3 separate regions of the Zea mays genome follow, and regions 2 and 3 are each linked to region 1. Evidence: chromatin contacts called from public Hi-C data. All regions are on one chromosome and are shown on one strand. Each heading gives the region's core, a stretch centred on a gene start, on an enhancer-like site or on the middle of the called end of the contact. The rest is flanking DNA. Distances are from core to core; before and after follow the strand shown. Region 1 holds the start of LOC100276641. Region 2 holds the start of LOC100277415. Region 3 holds the start of LOC100383192 (WD40 repeat protein).

Region 1 (4,125 bases), core at 1,212-3,711:
ATTTCGATCCCAGAAAAGATCTGCTCCACCTCCACGTTGCTGTAGTTAAGAAGAGAGAATCTCTCGTGCGTCCGCCGGAAGCAATCATCGCCGCCGGTTTTATTATTTAGCAGCAGCTACAGCCTGACCCAGAGCTGCACGGATCACCCATCATCAAACAGGCAGAAGCTACAGCTTGTCAGCGTGGAGGCCGAAGAAAGAGGAAGGCCGGTCCACGTCCATCCAATGCGCTAGCGCCTAGCGGATGGTCTCTCATCTCATCATCAGTGCAGGGCATCAAAACTCATCACAACCACCTTGCACATGATCGCGATGGAGACCTGGTGGTGGCCGGTGTGTGGGCAGGCACTCCGCCCTGGGCAGTGCAGAGCAAGCAGTGCTGTACAAGTAGATGTGGTTGGCCGAACCACGTCGAGCTAGCAACTCCTTCCGGGGGGAAGCGCAACCACCAGTAGACGCACTCACCTGGAGGCTGGATGTTTTTTTATATATATATTTGGAAATTCCTTGGATCAGAAAATTCTGAAACTAAAAAGGTCAGAGCCGGAGAACATGGATGATGTCGAAACGCGACATCGACACCGATGGAAGACAGAGAGGTGCGGTCCTAATCGCCATCCTAATCCTTATCCTAATCTGTCAGGTTGAAGCTAGGACTAGTAAAATCGAGACGGAATATTTGGGGAGAGAATTGACCTAGCACTAGCAGCAACCAGCGATAGCCACATCACGTCGTCATCTTCGCCCTCGACTCAGGGCTTCTTCAGCTGTGGTGCCTTGCACCTCCCCTCAAGAAATCTAACCAAGGCCCTGTTTGTTTCAGCTTCTGTCAGCTTCTGGCCACCAAAAGCTGCTGCGGACTGCCAAACGCTCAGCTTTTCAGTCAGCTTCTATAAAATTCGTTGGGACAAAAACCATCCAAAATCAACATAAACACAGAATCGGTTGAGTCGTTGTAACAGAATCGGTTGAGTCGTTGTAATAGTAGGAATCCGTCACTTTCTAGATCCTGAGCCCTATAAACAACTTTATCTTCCTCCACACGTAATCGTAATTATACTCAGATTCTCCCCACAGCCAGATTCTCACCACAGCCAGATTTTCAGAAAAGCTGGTCAGAAAAAAGCTGAACCAAACAGGTACCAAACCGGCCACTGATTGAAGATCTTTTATGTACGGGTACGAACTCTTCACCGAAGAAACACAGACCATGAGTCCATGACCATCACACCACAGACAGAAGGACACAACAAGGGTGATGATACTTCAATACTAGTAGCACGTAGAATGGTAAAGAGAGGCAATTAATTACATGGAAAGGCATCCAGTTTAACCTTCTCCCCAAATCAGGATCCAGTTCACCAGTTGAGAGGAGCAGCGGTAGCAGTGGCAGGAGGAGGAGAGTCTCGTCTTGGCAAGGAAGAAGGCGGGACGGCCGGCAATCAGGAATTTAGAACCACAACCAGCACGAAGGGAGGAAACGGGTAGGGGGGAAGAGGCAAAACAGCGCGGATCACAACAAGAGGGAATAATAGCTTCACTCCTTTCCTTCTGACAGACTGACACGACAAGTATATCCCATCATCTTCTCACTTTCCCCACGCCTCGCCCGTCTTTGGCCTCGGACACTCACAGGGCCTCGACGGTGCGGGAGGAAGCGGAAGACGAGACGCCCTGCGCCGGCGCGGCGGGGGAGGCCGGCGGGGACGGGTGCGGGTGGCCGTGGCCGTGGCCCTGGGAGTTGGTGCGGTGGAGCCGGCACTTGAACGACCCGGCGTGGGTCGCGGGCGCGCACACGCACTTGGCCCCGCCGCCGCCGCCGCCGTGGCTGTGGCCCGCGGAGGACGCGGAGGAGAAGCTGCGCCGGAAGTTGCGCGGCGATGCCGCCGCCGCCGCCGCGCCGCCCGTCGGGGTCGTGCTGGTGCTGTGGCTGTGAGGGCCGTGGAACCGTCCCTCCTCGCCCGTCGTGTCCACGTAGTTGGACGCCATCGATCGCTTTTTCTTCCTCCCCGCTCTCTGATCTGCTGCACATGCCAGGACATAGGCCATCATCAGCCAGCGGCGCAACGCGACATCCAGAAGGCAAGGCAAGGCAAGCCGCAATACTTAAATGCGGGGGGAAAATAAATAAATTGAAATCCAGGAGTAAAGATCCTTGTGCGTAACGCAGCGAACGGCACAGGGAAACAAATTAACTGCGTTCGTAAATTCAACTTAAGAGGATGTTGCTGTATCCTCCACTACGACCGAACGAACCCAGGCTATCGTTCGTTCAGTGACGTCCCAGTTTTTACAGTTGCACAAGACTCACTTTCGGTTTCAGGGTTAACATAATATAAGCGAGATTTCTTAGCGTCTCATCAGGAGTACTACTAGTAGATAAGATCAAGCGAGGACAGGAGAGAGGAGGCTACCTACGGACGAAGACGACGGCGGCGGCGGCGGAAGAAGACGGCAGCAGGCTCACAGAGCGGCAAACTGCGTTATCCAGGCCTTGGCGCCCGTTTTATAGCCGGCGAGAGGTCAGAGCAGAGGTGCCCGCGGGCAGGCCGGGTAGGGGCTGCCCGGGAATCCCTCCGCCAACCCAACCCGTGGGCCCCTCGGGCCCACAGGCCATCGGCGCACAGCCCTTCACCCTCGCTGGGCTGGATCCAAACGAGGACGCCGATGCCCTCCGGTGCGGTGTAACCGCTGCCCCCCCTCCCCCACCCCGGATCTCGTCGTTTGCGCGGCAACGGATTTGGATCCATTCGGGCCCGGCGGAGAGGACACGCTCCTGGCCTGCTGCTACGTGCGCACTGCCTAGTTTTACACGCGTACTTGTGGGTATTGTACTCCTTGTATATCTTTACTGCTTTTATTATCTGCATCAGTTTATTCACTCGTCCACATATTCAAACTCTATTATACAAACGATGGACCAAAATCTCTACCGCGATCTTTCGCGGCGATGGAGACGGAGATTTTTCCTCCTATGCAAACAGGGAAGATAAGGATATATACAATCAAGATAGAGAAAAATATATCACAAGCTTGTACTGCGGGCTGCAGGCTGCAGCAACGTACGTACTGCCTACTTGGATCTCCTGCTCCACCGGTTTTTCAACGGAGCAATACAAGCGCCGTCCCGCTCTGACGCTTCCCGGGCCACTAGTACCGTCCCGCCGGTGACCGACGTACCGATCGATTGTGACTGTGTGGATGCGGCCTCCCCTACCCCGCACCGCAGTGACGGGATAGCCGGTAGCCACGGCGCCGCCACGACGCCGGACGGTGCCGAAGTCCTCTCCCACGTCTAGTGTGACGATAGGTTATATAATGTATACTATAAAATTTAAAGATCAATTTAGGATCAGATTTTATTTCTATTTTATTTTTCAACTAGAAATAATTTAAAACTTAATAAATTATAAAGAAACATTTAAATCACAATCTATTATCATCTCTACCACGTGAGGTCACTCTTCTACACGCGAATTTTAGGCCGAACGGGTCGGCAAGCCCCGATGGCTGCGCGCCGGCTTCCGCGTGGTCAGCAGGACGGTGAACCCTGGGTCCAAAGCCGCTCCTGCGAGCCACCACCAACGTCGATGGACGGTGCGTGGCAGGTGGCACCTCACGGAATCACACGGTCGGTACTCGGTGGGCGATGCCTCCTCCGCGGCTCCGCAGCGTCTCCGGATGCCTTCAGCCCGGCTCAGCGGCGCATGCGACTTCCTCGTCCTGACGTCTGATTTTCTGAGGCAGCCATCCAAGGCATGGGCTCATCACAATTCACAAGATGGAAGTTTAGAGTTGCCGTCCATCGTCGGACGCGTTATCCTTAGCGACCTGGCCGGGAGACTCCGGGCTGCCATCAGACGCATTGCCGTTGCGTCTTCGCCACTGCTTGCTGAACTCCTTCCTCGTCCTAGGTTTCGGTCCTCACCCGTCAAGTTATCAGCCGGTGTCGTGTCTCTGCAAGTGGCCGGCTTGCATTGTTTATCCATCGTCCACCCGATGAAAATATCGGGCGGAACAGGTCAGGCGTGCGTGATTGCAAGCACGACAAGGGACAAGAAAAAACAAAGCGTCGTGGATAAACATCATGACCATTATGTCGACCGGCCGGGCCCCGTACTCACT
Region 2 (4,125 bases), core at 648-3,147, 220 kb after region 1:
GGCTCACCAGATACGAGCAGATTGGTCGTATCTCCAGAGCCAGGCTCCAGTGATCCTGGCTCACACAGCCAGGTTGGCGAGAGAAACCAACCAAACATACCCTACATGAACATGATCGTCATGTGGCACGTTACTGTCTGTGTTAATAATAAAGTGCGCTGCGCTGCGCGGCGCGGCAGAATGTTAACCAACTGTTCTGCCCTAGGCATGACTGCACTGCATGAGCACACAGGCAGAAAGCAGAGTCCGTAAATAAATAAAAAAACAGAGTCCGTACGGTGCCTAAAGCTGGCAAGTAAGCAGCAGCATGCCATAGGGATACGGCTCGACGCGGCTCCTGTGGGCATGATGGTTTGGTAAGCAGCTGCACGTTTTGTCTCCTTGGTCCAATTGATCCTCAACTCCGGATTCCCCTCGCTTTGTCGTCTTGTTTTTCTTCGGGACTGTTTAGGTTAGCTCTTCAAACGGAAAAGTTAAAATCATCTCATACACGCGGGCGGGACTGACCGAGGGCGAGGCGAGGGCGCGTCGCGGATGCATGGCTCTAGTTGAGCGCTGATAAAGTGAGCGGCAGTAGTGCTTGATTTCTTTTAACGTCGCTAATCTGAGTCTGATGGAGAAGAATGTTGAATTTACTGTTCTGGGGAATCTGAATTTCATAGAGCGATAATTTATCGTGGGGTCGATTTATCTGTTTTTCCCCCTTGTATATGGAGCTGACGAAGCTGTCCTAAAAGGCCGTATTAATGGCGTGTACAAAGACATGGCTAGTGACCACTGACCAGGCGACCATGAGCAATGAGTGAAACAAAAGATTGTTCTTTTTTTTCTTCTCTCTTTTGCGAAAGGGCCATGCACTGTTGCACCCAAAAGCAAGCAAAGCTGTGGGGGGGGCGGGGGCAGTCCTGAATGGCACGAAGAACAGAAGAGATGAGAAACAGCAAGCGGGCGCGCGGGAGGGCGGGATCGATCATGGGGGCACGCGACAGTTGGAGACACTCCACGCCCTTCATCACGACGGCGGCGCATGATGAGTGAATGAGTGGCCTGGGTCGGTCGGTCCGTCGGTCGATCGATCGATGCCCCCCCGCCCTCTGTCCGTGCCCATGGATGCGCGAAAACGAAAGCGCAGCGGCCGAGCGAGCGACGGTAATGGCAGCTCGCTAGCAACGGACCGATCGAGAAGCGAGAATCCAATCCGTTCGAGAATCCATCCGCTAGTGTGCCATATGGAATGAGTAAGTATGAGTAGTAGCAGGAGGGGCGGGCGTACCAGGACGGTTATGCCGCGGAAGACGTCGAGCGAGGCGAGGCGCTGCTGCCGCGCGGCGGGCGACGCCGACGGGGCCGGCGAGGGCGGCGGGGCGCCGGCGACCTTGCTGGCGCCGGAGCCGGACTCGAGGTCGGCTCCCGCGGCGCCCGCCGCGTCGTCGCTCCTGACGAGCTCGTACCCGCCCATGCTGGCCGGCGCCGTCCTCCTCTGCCTGCAGCGCGGCGACGGCGACGGCGCGACGGCGATGGGGCCGGGCAATGCCCTCGCTCCTCCTGCTGCATTTCCATCCGCCGACGCCGCCGCCGCCATAAACAGACTCAGATACGGGAGAGGGAGAACGAGACCAGGCAAACCGATCGAGAGAGAAAACTGCTAGATTAGATCGGTAGAAAAAAAAGGAGAACTCCCGGTCCGCGCCTCCGCCTTACCTGGGCGGGCGGCGGCAGCAGCAGTTGCGCTGGCTTGTAGTTCGGGTTCGGGAACGGGACTCCCTCCTCCCTGCCTGTTTTTTTCTTCTTTTCAAGCGCAACACACTCGCGTGATCTCCCGCGCCTCCAGAAGAACTCCCTTGTACCCGCTTGCCGCGTCTGTTGTTGCGGCCTTGCGGAGGGGCGATCGATCTCGCTCGGACCGCTGGAACTGGAACTGGACGGTCGTTGGTGTTAAGTAACCTTAGGGTTATGTGGGCAAATACCTGCTTTGCCCCTGAGGGGTCTCACATCTCTATATAAGGAACCTGTACACCCTCTCATAATACAGAGATCAGAAAGAGGCCAGAGGCCCAACCCTATATCCAGTGTCTCGTGTGTTTCCTCTGTCGTGCTTATGGGAAGGGAGACGGGTTCTCTACATCTTCTTACGCCTCTACTGCTGACGGGAGGGAAGGGAGCGGATCTGGTGGTCCGTGGTAACGTAGTTCTTAATACGTTATCAGCACGCTCTACCTCGACGTTGCTGCTGGATCAGATCTGCATCAACTCTCCGTCAATCCGGCAGGTCTTCGGCCTAGCCGAACTGTCCTACGCGACAGGCTTCGATTCTCCCTCTACGCAATCGAACGGTATGTTTACTGTTCTTGATCTGTTGCTGTGCACGGGCTACGATTTGTGTGCGACGAACTTGCCATCGCTGTCGTGGTGCACTGCGCCTGAGCTGAGGCATGAGGCCGCGCCAGGAGCCGCACCCACGCCAGCAGTCACGCGGCCCTGGCAGCCGTGCCGGTGCAGGCCGTGCCGACAGTCGTGTCGTGCTGGCCGTCGCGCCAGGAGCAGCACCTGCGTCTGCAGTCGCGTCAGAGCCAGGCTGCGCTGGGAGCCGCACCCGCACAGCCAGTGCGGAGATGAAGAGCAGTTCGGTCCTATTCTTGTGCATCTGCATGAGAAGATGAAGACCAGTGGGGTCCTATTCTTGTGCGGCTGCATGGGGAGATGAAGACCACTTCAGTCCTATTGTTGTGCGGCTGCATGAGGATGAACTGATGGCCGAGCGTGTGTTGCATGCGTGCATGCAAGGAGGACCCATGCAGCCGCCCCAACTACTCGTGTGAAATTTGCATGTGTCAGTTAAAGATCCTAACAAAGTGGCATCCGTACGAGGACATAATTTTTTCATTTAAATTTCTGTTGGATTAAGAAACTTTGGTATAATTTTAATTTACATGCATGCTCTATGTTATTTATTTCGTGTTGTAAATAACAAGTAGAATAAAACATGTTTTATGTTACCATTTCTACTTTAATTAATTATTTCCCGCAGTAAATAATTAGTGCATGTTTGAATATGGAAAATGTCTTTTACACCTGATGTGTTATGTTCATGTATTAATTATTGTGTTCATTTTTTCTGCATTAATAATTATTTCCCGTAGTAAATAATTAGCAGAAAATTATTAAAATGCATGTGAAGGTTATATTGTGTATACTCAAATCGCTCTAAATATTTGTGTTGCGTTGAACTTTTGGGCTCACGTCGAGCGATTAAATTGTATAGTGGGTACTCAGACACGTCGATCAGACTACATTATTAATCGACCGAATTATGGCATTGGCTGGGCACTGGCTGCGCCCTGGCAACACGACGCAATATTTGTGTCGTACGAACTTGGTTGCGTCATGTGATTACTGCTATGTTGTACTCTCGCTTAATCGGACCACTCCTGTTGAGTTGGACCGGCATCGCCGAGTCACGTATTTTTTGCATGCCCTGTAGGCACGGTTCGTCTGTCGTTATCACCGAGCCACAATTGCGTCTGTTGCGCATGTTGCGTGGATTTATCGTGTACCCCAATTATCGAGCCATAATTGTGCCTGTTGCGCTTATTACGAAGGCTTGCTATACTGTCGTAGCCCTGATGGCCGCACACACGTTGATGCTAGATACGCTAGAGCTTGTACTCGCGTGGATTGTGGTGGGTTGTTCAAGGTCCTGAAGTCATATTATGCGCAACCTTCATAAACAATTTTGTTTGGCTCTATATTTTATTTGACTGTGTTGTGTGGCATATTTATATATCGCCAAGTGGCCATAACAACTATACCAAGCTCTATAGTGCTTGTAAATCTGGGAAATTAAATTAAAATACAATGAAACACAGATAAGTTCATTTTCCGTTCTCTCCTCATGCATAAAGTTTTACCCGAAGTAACCCGAAGATATATAATATAATGCATGAAAGCCATTTTGGCATAGAAGATATCACACATTGGGATTCTATTAGTAAGCAAAAGACCTTACCAAATGATTTAAGGATATAAATCTCAGTTATACATTGCTCAACCAGATGTTGACATGTTGCTCTCTTTGTCGTTGAACGACATGAAGCGAACTTTGAGATAAATGGCTAGTACCCTAGC
Region 3 (4,125 bases), core at 1,157-3,656, 180 kb before region 1:
AGAATCCCGTGCCATGTCATGCAACAAGGAAAGCTTAACACTTACATCTCATAGCCATGCCTTCCTATCCAGTCCAGTGGTAAACAATCACCTGAAAATTTCAGCAAAGGAAAAGGAAACCTACAAAGCAACGTCGTAACACGCATGGGAACTTTGTTATGCCATTGTTCTTTGAAAACAAAAAATCCTTTGTTGCAGCAACAAAGCTTAGCTATATATTGAATGCAAGGATCAAAACACACCAGCATTTAGTGCTATAAAATCAAGGATACATATATATTATAGGATGCAAATTAAGCGAAAAAAAGGGATGAGATATAACATGTGTAATCTGTAGCTACAGGTTTACAGGTATTATAATTAAGGCAGCCAAAGAAATTCATGAAACTAAATAGCTTATCAATACATAACACAACTTTATAACTTCTAATGCATACAAGATGGATGCAAATTCGAACAAGCAACCTTAAGAGTTATATACATGCAAATGCTACCAAGCAGAACATTCAAGCACAAATAATAACTTAGTTGCAGTGCCCAATTCCAACTATTAACAAGACAAAATATGCATAGCTACTTGCTCTACAACCCAGAAATAACAAGGAAAACATCTGGTTCAATGACCAGATATAACACACCATGTTGTGGAATACACAAAACACATTCAGAAAAAGGCACAAAAGTGAAAACATAACACATGGGGAATATTATCAGTTATAGGGCACATATGACCATTGCATTTTCAATAAGCAAGTTAAGATATGAATCTACATGCTACCGTGCAGAATTCGAGCACCAAGAACAAACTAAATTCAGTTCCCATTATCACCATCGCTAACACCAGAGCAGTTCCTTACTCTACAAACCAAATTCATTGACAATTCAGCTTCTAACTAGAAAGTCTTCTGTTCTATTTCTAGAACTAACCCGCCATGAATATCAGTTGTCCACAACATAAATAAGCAACAGTAAAGCAATTGCAAGATTATCCTCCGGGCATCAGCTCATTATCCAAGTTTAGCATTTTTTACTCCTCACTGAAACAGGGTGGAACTAGGAAATCAGACCCTGAGAATCTGAAGCTTATTGGCGAATGCGATTGCAACCCAGTCAGGCTGGGTCGCCGACCACTGCAACTGCTCAATCTCTGCCCCTGCTGTATATGCCAAAATGGGATCAAGACCGCCCTCTGCTGCTGCTCCAGCGGCTGTGTTACCATTCCCATTGCCACTGCCATTGCTACCAGTTCCCATAGACGACAAATCCCATATCAGTGCCTGCATGTCATCCCCAGCTGTGCAGATGTGGCAAGAAGAGTGAGGTGCCCACGCAATGGCATTGACAGGGGCATGGTGACGGTGTAGCTCTACCACTGGCAGTGTTGGGTAGCGGATATCAAGCACAACCACCTTGGGGCTGTCCATGATGATGGTGGCCATGTACCTTGGGTCCTGCTTGTTCCAGCCCAACCTCACGAGTGGTGTCGGGGACGCAGTCCCACCATCTCCGGCGCCAGAGTTGGAACCGCCGCCGCTGCTGCCACCTGAACCAGACTCATAAATGATTGTGGAGTGCTCCTTGTCCCGTAAATCAAAGACGCGAACAGAGCCGTCGGCGGAGACGGAGGCAAAGACCCCCGCGCCGCCCCAGGCGATGTCGTAGACCTCCTTGTCGTGGGCGATGAGCTGGGTGTCAACGGCCTCGCGCTCGACGTCCCAGATTGTGCAGGTGGTGTCGATGGAGGAGGTACCGATGCGGCGCGGATCGGCGTCGTTCCAGTCGAAGGAGGTGAGCGGCCCGCAGTAGTCGCTGTTGCGGTTGCCGTTGAGCTCGGAGCGTAGCTCGATGCCCGGCTGCTGGGTGCCGTTGCAGCGGACGGAGCCGTTGTTGTTGTTGGCGGAGGCGGCGCCGTCCTCGGCGTCGTCGGAGGACGGGATGCGCCAGATGCGCAGGTGGTCGGCGGAGGTGGCGAGCAGGTCGGGGCGGAGCGCGTGCGGGTCCGGCATGAACATGGTCTTGGTGGGCGGGTACTGATGGTCGAAGGTGAGGACGGGGGCGATGTCACCCGAGGCCTCATCGAGCTGGACGACCTCGACGCGGTTGGTGACCTGCTCGAGAAGGCTGGCGATGGCAAGGCGGTATTTCTTATCGCGCCGCACGCTCCAGTTCATCGCGTAGATGTGCCAGGCGGCCTCGTACGTGTAGATCTCCGACCGCTTCGCCTCGCCGCCGCCACCGCCAACACCACGGCTGCCCCCGCCGTTGCCCTGCTCCTGATCCGCCCACGCGTCACCTTCGCCGACTCCGCCCATGGCTCCGCCGCCTTCGCGCCGCCGCTAAGGAAGGAAGGGACTCGAGGTGGATAGGGGAAGGTATCGGATTTGGGGGCTTCTGTCGAGGGGAAGAGAGGAAAAGCCGGCTGATTGATTGTAGTGTGCAGTGAAAGCGTCACATAGCCCATACTAGGTGAACGTACGTACCTGGCTAAGATATATGTTAAAATAAAAAAATCTATTTTTTATTTTATGTTTTTATCATCTTTTAAAGTTAAGAATTTTTACATAAGTTTTAACATCGAACAAATCCACCGTGTATATTAAAATACAGTGCTTATCGGCCACTCATGTAATCTACTCTTGTAACATAAAGTAATCAAAATTGGGCAATAATTACCAACCACCTTGTGTTAAGGTAGAAAAATAACAAAAAAAAATTATAATACATCATATCATGTACTGCATCTGAGTACAAGCACATATAGGTCCACCAAATAGATTTGTTATAAGGAAACAAAACGAAGAACTTTAAAACATGATAACAAAAACATAAAATGGAAATAATTTTTTTTAAATTTTAATATATCTGTCACAGAGTAAATCTCCGACCGGGTGGCGGAGTGCACCCGCCCTAAATCCTAAGATGAGGGGGGCTCAGCGTTTCACTTGATCGTTGGAATGAACAGGAAGAACTTAAGAACACACAAGGATTTAGAGTGGTTCGTGCCGCCGGAGCGTAATACCCTACTCCACTTGTGAGTTGTATTGTTTGGGAGCTTGTATGAGCTTAGCGAGTCTGAGCTTGTGTCTGCGTGTAACATCGTATGCCTCCCCTTTTATAGTTGAAGGGGGGCATGCACAAAGAGACCTTGAACCCCGACATGCGGGCCCAGAGACATAAGGTTAGAATACCCGGAGCAACTAATGTTGGTCACCTTGAGATATCTCCATGCGCCTTGACATCTACTGCCTAAGTAGACTTGGCGTGCTGCCAAAGGTTCCTCGGTATCGTCCAAGTTATGATGACCACTACGCGCGTACAGCGGCGTGGGCGTACTGCCCGCTGCTTGATTGGACAGGCATGTCGTCTGGTCTGGTCGACATCTGCCACCAGAGTGGACGAGGCGCATTAAATGCCGAGTCGGCACTTTGCCTTTCTGCAGGGCGGTCAGGCGGCGCGCTATCTCCCGCAATAAATGCAGAGATCGCGTGGCCCCGAAGCCTTACGTCAGGCCCTGCTCTCCGGCTTTCGTCACGGTCCGCAGGCCACGTGGCAGTACTGGCTCCCCGCGCGGGCGGGGAGCGTAGGCGTGCCTGGCAAGATCCCGACAGGTGTCTGTGCCGGACCCCTGTACGCCCCTGACTTAAGCCAAGGTACACCTCGCCCCGAGATCTCGTTGTGGACGGTCCGGACCTCACCTAGAGGGGTCCGGGTTCCGTCTTAGGGGAACACTGAGATCCCAATTAGGTATGTTGGGGTCCGGCATCCTCTCACGGGGGTCTGGATCCTGGCGGCCTCGGAGTTTGCCCCCGTGGCGGGGTAAGGCGCGTTTTACCGCGCCTTCTTACTATAGTAAGGGGTACCCCTGTTCCAGGGTACCGACAGTGGCCCCCGGGCCCGCCTCAGGGGAGGTTACGACCCTGTAGGTGGGGCTAAAGCCTGGTTGACGCGCCATTTCTGGGCACTTGTTGTCATAATTGTTGTCAATCTGTCTTTAGTCGAGCCGCCTGCCCCGTCCGTCCCCACAGCTGGCAGGTACGTGGCCCCCGCCTCCGCCGGTTTCGTCGGGCTGCGCGCGGGGCGTCTTATTGCCGCCGCCTCAAAAATATCTTTCAGCGGCCCCTAGGC

The links. A called contact is a pair of places that touch in the nucleus more often than the background predicts.
Region 2: a Hi-C map of leaf shows a contact between it and region 1, with 9 times the contacts expected there. The contact joins the promoter of LOC100277415 here to the promoter of LOC100276641 in region 1. A contact is called at or near these places in 2 of 25 Hi-C or Micro-C datasets (endosperm and leaf).
Region 3: a Hi-C map of leaf shows a contact between it and region 1, with 5 times the contacts expected there. The contact joins the promoter of LOC100383192 here to the promoter of LOC100276641 in region 1. A contact is called at or near these places in 2 of 25 Hi-C or Micro-C datasets (ear and leaf).

What each region holds. Positions count from the first base shown.
Region 1 is chr5:170,883,461-170,887,585 of Zm-B73-REFERENCE-NAM-5.0, forward strand. It overlaps LOC100276641, which reads right to left and starts at 2,462. Exons shown (of 1, transcript NM_001174570.1): 1 at 1,120-2,462. The coding sequence starts at 2,032. The coding sequence ends at 1,538.
Region 2 is chr5:171,107,260-171,111,384 of Zm-B73-REFERENCE-NAM-5.0, forward strand. It overlaps LOC100277415, which reads right to left and starts at 1,898. Exons shown (of 14, transcript NM_001150980.2): 1 at 1,702-1,898; 2 at 1,274-1,548. The coding sequence starts at 1,459.
Region 3 is chr5:170,698,617-170,702,741 of Zm-B73-REFERENCE-NAM-5.0, forward strand. LOC100383192 (WD40 repeat protein) reads right to left here and starts at 2,407. Exons shown (of 1, transcript NM_001175855.1): 1 at 707-2,407. The coding sequence starts at 2,312. The coding sequence ends at 1,062. LOC118472069 (a long non-coding RNA gene) reads right to left here and starts at 39. Exons shown (of 2, transcript XR_004849601.1): 1 at 1-39.